Linked DNA regions of Zea mays: region 2 is linked to region 1. The links are chromatin contacts, called in public Hi-C maps. All regions are on one chromosome and are shown on one strand. Each heading gives the region's core, a stretch centred on a gene start, on an enhancer-like site or on the middle of the called end of the contact. The rest is flanking DNA. Distances are from core to core; before and after follow the strand shown.

Region 1 (2,694 bases), core at 141-2,640:
GCGGCGGATGGTGGCGGCGAGTGGTGTTCGGCGTATGCAACGACACAGGAAGGTTTAGGGGAAAGGGAAGGGAGAGCGCAACCGTTATATGGTCCGTGGAGGTGCCCGGCTAGCAACGGCGTCAACGGAAAAAGGGGAGAGGGGCTCGCCGGTGAACTCGCGTTTTCTGTTGAGGGGGAAGAGCGAGCGCCGCCAGGGCGGTCCCACGCATCAGTGAGATGCAGAGGAAGCGTGCGGTGATAGCGACTGACGTGTGGGGTCGAGCTGTCGGCACTTCCCCCCCGATTGATGGGCCGCGCGGGATATTCCCCCGGTGGGCCGAATTCGGGTACCAGGCCCGATTAGCTGGGTTTTGGTTTATTCTTTTCTTTTCTTTTTTTCTTTTCTCCATTTTCAAATCCAATTGAATTCAAGTTTGAATTCAAACTTGATGGCTCATCATTTACACTGTATTTGTATAGTTAACAGTAATAAGTTTAAGGATATCTATGTTTTTATATTTTTATATCATTTCTCTTTTTCTTGTTTTCCAAACCCTAGAGTTTAATTTAGGGATTTAATTTCCCATTGGTGTATTAACATAATTATTATTTTTGTTTACCATATTTTTACATCATCACAAAATGCACACAAAGTAAGATCCAACATGATGCACAGGTTATTTAGGTGTTCTTGGTTCTAATTACCCACTTTTAACTAGTGTTGATCACATGCAATGAATAGTAGAGGCCACAAACTAATGAGTTTATCTCTATCCACTTTTATTACACTTTTGAGTATTACAATATTTCAATTACTAGTTGGCTTGATGGAAAAACCTAAGACTACATAAATTTATTGTGAGCTAAACTTTTACAAATTTGAAATGACAGCAATATACTATTTAACACGGTATTTTCTATTGTTTATGTTGTATCTTCACGTACTCAATAGATGCTTAGCCATAAAGTACGCTTTTTTTTGTTTAGATCCCTACTTGCTTGAAAAATCGTTCTTCGTGTCTGTCTCTAGAAGAAAAAAAAACTGAAAAATTCAGCCAGATTTCATGAGTTTGATAATTGTAAGAGTGGCCGAAAAAATAATACCGAAATTTAAAACCCCGGACAAATGAGGTGTTTGTGTTTGTTTCATAGGAGATGTAGGCAACCACAAACCCGCGTGGCCGCAGCTGTCTCTAGTACCCGTATCCGTTACGGTGCTGCGCGGGCAGGCGATGACAGGTGGGCCCTCGCGCGCGGTGCACGCAACGCCGCAGCCGTGGGCTGGGCTGGCCGAGGCCGACCCAGCGCTGACTCAGCCGGCGCCCCCGCACCACCACCACCCATCGTGTTCGAATTACCCCCTTACTGCAAAATCCAGTATTTAAGCGCCGCGGAACACTCTTCGAGATTATCATAATTCTCTTGAGAGGAGGAGAAGAGAGGAGAGGACAGCACCGGACCCGCGACAGAGAGGGAGAGGCAGAGGCAGCCAGAGGCGGAGGATCCGGAATCAACCTCGCCGGCGGCCGCCGCGGTGATGCCGGTGGGGGAGTTGGCTGCGCGGCCAGGCGGCGCCATGGCGGCGGCGGCCGTGGGAGGGGACGACGCTGTCGTCATGCAGCTGGCCGCCGCCGAGGGCGAGGAGACCGTCATCACCGTCAACTGCCCCGACCAGGCCGGCCTCGGCTGCGACCTGTGCCGCACCATCCTCGAGTTCGGCCTCCGCATCACCCGCGGCGGTACGTCCCGCCGCCCGCCCTTCTATTCTATCTCGCTGCGGTGATGAAACTCGATTTAATCCAATCCAACCGCGCCTCCATCCCCCCCCCCCCCCCCCCCCCCCCCCCCCCGATTCCTTGTCTCGCCTGGGTTCGATCGCGACTGTTCGTTGTGGAGTGGAGTCGCGCCATCAAAGATTTCTTTTCCTTCTTCTTCCAGTACCCCCCTCCCCCTTTCCAGATTTCTCGCCCCATCGATCGATTTGGGTGTACAGCTCACCGGCGCCATCTCTTTTCTTTCTAGTCCCATCGTTATCTGTCCGCTCCGCTCTTCTTTCCGCTTCTAGAACGGAAATCCTCAAGTTTCCCTTTTCTTTTTGCACTGCCAAGACGCCCACCAATCTTGCTACAGTTCATGTCGTCTCCTTAATCATTACAAAACTAACCAGTACTGATACCTATGTTCCCCGTGCCGTACATCCCGGCAGTTTGCAACTCACATGCTTGTCCTTTGGTCCTTGTGTAATTTTGCAGCCAAGAATTCTGCGAACCTGGAACCCTTCGTTGTCGTCGACTAAAATTCGATTCTTGTGTATGTGTGTGTGTGTGATTTTAGCAGACGTGTCTACGGACGGCCACTGGTGCTTCGTGGTGTTCTGGGTGGTGCCCCGCTCCTCGTCCATCAGAATCCGGTGGGCGAGCCTCAAGAACCGGCTCATGTCGATGTGCCCTTCCTCCTACTCCATCCCGTTCTACCCGGACATGAGCCAGCCGGGCCCCTCGCAGTTCTACCTCCTCAAGCTCTTGTCACCGGACCGCAAAGGATTGCTGCACGGTAACTACTATATATACGACCATCTATCTCTTCATTTCATGCCTCATCAAGCGTTTAACAGCCTTTGTGCCGTGTCATCCGCAGATGTGACGCACATACTATCAGACTTGGAGCTTATAATCCACAGAGTGAAGGTGTCGACGACGCCGGACGGAAGAGT
Region 2 (2,694 bases), core at 99-2,598, 180 kb before region 1:
CGGCCTCCCGTCGGTGGCTTCGACAGTCCAGCAGTTCGGCACCGCATCGGCCTCCCATCAACAGCTAGCCAGCTCCACGCCTCCGCTTGCTTTTGCTGCTCTGACCGAGGGAGCTGTGAATGTGAAAACTGAAAACTGAAAAGTGAACCGTGCTATACTGTTGTGTCATGTGCTAGCTGCTTTGATTTGAACCGTTTGCTAGTTGCTAAGTATTGGTAGTTTGATTTGATTATTTATTTGCTAGAGGGAGAGTCCCTGTTTGTTAGTTTAGTAGGTTATTTGAGAAAAATTAAATTTTTATGTTTGTGGGGATATCTTTGTAGATATTAAAGATGAAAAGAATTTGAAGCATTTTTAAGACTTAAGAACTCAGAAGATAGATTTACCTCACAACATCAACTCACGAACGACTCACGAACGGTATGTATTGATTATTGTATTTTTAGAATTCATATCGATTTATTTTGAGCTATATATTAGTAGCCTGGTAGCCCACCTCTTGGATCAATCCTAGATCCGCCACTGCACGAGCAGAAGGTCTTATCTTATGTTTGTCTCTGTCCTGGGGTGAGCTCCCATGCATGGTGAACGAAACTTGAAGACGGAGAAAACGAGGGGCAGAATGGGTAGAACACAACAACAAATGACGATCAGCAGTCAGCACTATGAGATGCGAAATGTTCAAAGGGCGTGTGATTATAATGCCAGCAAAGCAATTGTCGTCTTCGCGATGCCAATAGTCTGAAGCCCAATTAGAGTGCCAAAATTGCAAAAATCTCGATGATGGAAATCTATCTGAAACATCCGTGCTACTCCAATCGGCAAATTCTAACAGCAATGGCATCAACGGAAGGTATTATGAACTATGATCGATACAGGCTAGCTAAGGGTAGTCTAAAGGGAAAAAATGAACCGCGTGGCAACACTAGCGCCAGTGACACCCATCACCGGAACAGATCGCCGAAACATTGCGCCCATCCCCTAGCGCAGGGGCATCGCACACAAGCGTCAACCAGGGCGGCCGAGATCTAGAAGCGGACTTGATCGGGGGGTTCACCTGGTTGGTCAGCGCTTCTTGTGCTCCTGGACGAACTTGGAGTTCTTGAGGTCCTCCTCGGTGAAGTTGGCCGTCATCTTAGTGATGATGAAGCCGGTGATGGCGAACCCCGTGAGGAAGGGCCAATTGCGCTTCCACTCCCGGCGGAAGAAGACCGGCCACGGATCGAACGTCTTCATCTACTAGGCCTCCGGCTCCGGCTCCGGCTCCGGCTGCTCGCGATCTCCTCGCACCCTCCTCCTCCGGCTTCGCTTCTCGCGAGATTGAGGTGAGAAGTGGATGGGGTCGAATGGAAATTCTCCTTCGAGTTCGATCCCCTCCCCCTCGTAGCGGCGCTGCGACGACCTGCACTGCACCCACCTAGGGTTAGGATTTGAATGGGCCATGGTGAGTGTCAGGCTCGATCCTATGGATTGTTGGGCCGGAAACAGAAGCGCATTCTTTTTCTGTTTCGATAACGGCCCATTTGGATCGAGCTCCTCGACGAATGTAGAAGTGTCTGTTTTGTTTTCGTACGGGTCGTATAGCACTGCTCAATGTGTAAATGCGTTGCAACGGAAAAAATTATAAATATTCATAAAACGAGATGGTACATGCCTATCTACCTATTTGTGTTTTATTTTTATAATTTATTAAAACCATAGTTTATTATATGATGACTATAATATTTATAGTATAAGCTAATATTATATCATTTAATTTTATACTATTCATGCATTTTTTGCGCATCTATAAGAATTACTGAAATCTATACTACTCTATTAAAAATCTAATGTGGGCACCCGGTGATACTATTGGTGTTTCAAAATTTTGGGGTTAACCACCAGATCACATATATCTCAATGTTTAGAAATAAATAATAGTTATATTTGAATAAATGAAAGAGAAATAAGCTTAACCATTTCGTATAATCGATTTTGGTGTTTGACGACCATCACAAACCGTATTGTCGGCGTTTCGACCCCGGGGGGTCCCTGGACCGACGAGTAAATTGTCGCTGCGTGTCCCAGCCTAGATGGGTCGGCGCGAGACGGAACACAAGGGGGAAAAGCAATAAGGGGAACCGCGGCTCGTGTTGTCCTGCGCCCAGGGCGGATGCGCTTGCAGTAGGGGGTTACAAGCGTTCGCGAGGGAGAGAGAGAGCCTGTTCGTCAGCCCGTCCTCCCACGAGGCTACCTTCTCGTACGAGGGCCCTAGACCTTCCTTTTATAGACATAAGGAGAGGGCCCAGATGTACAATGGGGATGTAGCAGTGTGCTAACGTGTCTGGCAGAGAGGAGTCAGAGTCCTATGTACATGCCGACGTGGCTGTTGGAGAGGTGTTGGTGCCCTGTTCATGTGATGTCGTGGCCGTCGGAGGAGCGCTTAAACCCTGTAGAAGCACAGCTGTCGGGGCTATTGGGACCTTGCTGATGTCTCCTTGCTTCCATAGGGGGCTGAGAACCGCCATCGTCATGGAGCACGCGGGGTGTCATCATTACTTGTTTTACCGGGGCGAGCCAGATGGGACGCCGGTCTTGTTCCTCGTAGCCTGAGCTAGCTAGGGGTAGGGTAATGATGTACCCCCCTGCGACGTGATCGGCCCAAGCCCAAGGTCGGGCGAGGCGGAGGCTCCTCCGAGGTCGAGGCTGAGTCCG

Evidence for each region. A called contact is a pair of places that touch in the nucleus more often than the background predicts.
Region 2: a Hi-C map of leaf shows a contact between it and region 1, with 10 times the contacts expected there. The contact joins the promoter of LOC100278121 here to the promoter of LOC100191634 in region 1. A contact is called at or near these places in 9 of 25 Hi-C or Micro-C datasets (bundle sheath, ear, endosperm and 3 more).

The regions. Positions count from the first base shown.
Region 1 is chr6:44,127,328-44,130,021 of Zm-B73-REFERENCE-NAM-5.0, reverse strand. LOC100191634 reads left to right here and starts at 1,390. Exons shown (of 6, transcript NM_001359668.1): 1 at 1,390-1,720; 2 at 2,319-2,534; 3 at 2,619-2,694. The coding sequence starts at 1,519.
Region 2 is chr6:44,309,200-44,311,893 of Zm-B73-REFERENCE-NAM-5.0, reverse strand. It overlaps LOC100278121, which reads right to left and starts at 1,348. Exons shown (of 2, transcript NM_001363950.1): 1 at 1,058-1,348. The coding sequence starts at 1,236. The coding sequence ends at 1,066.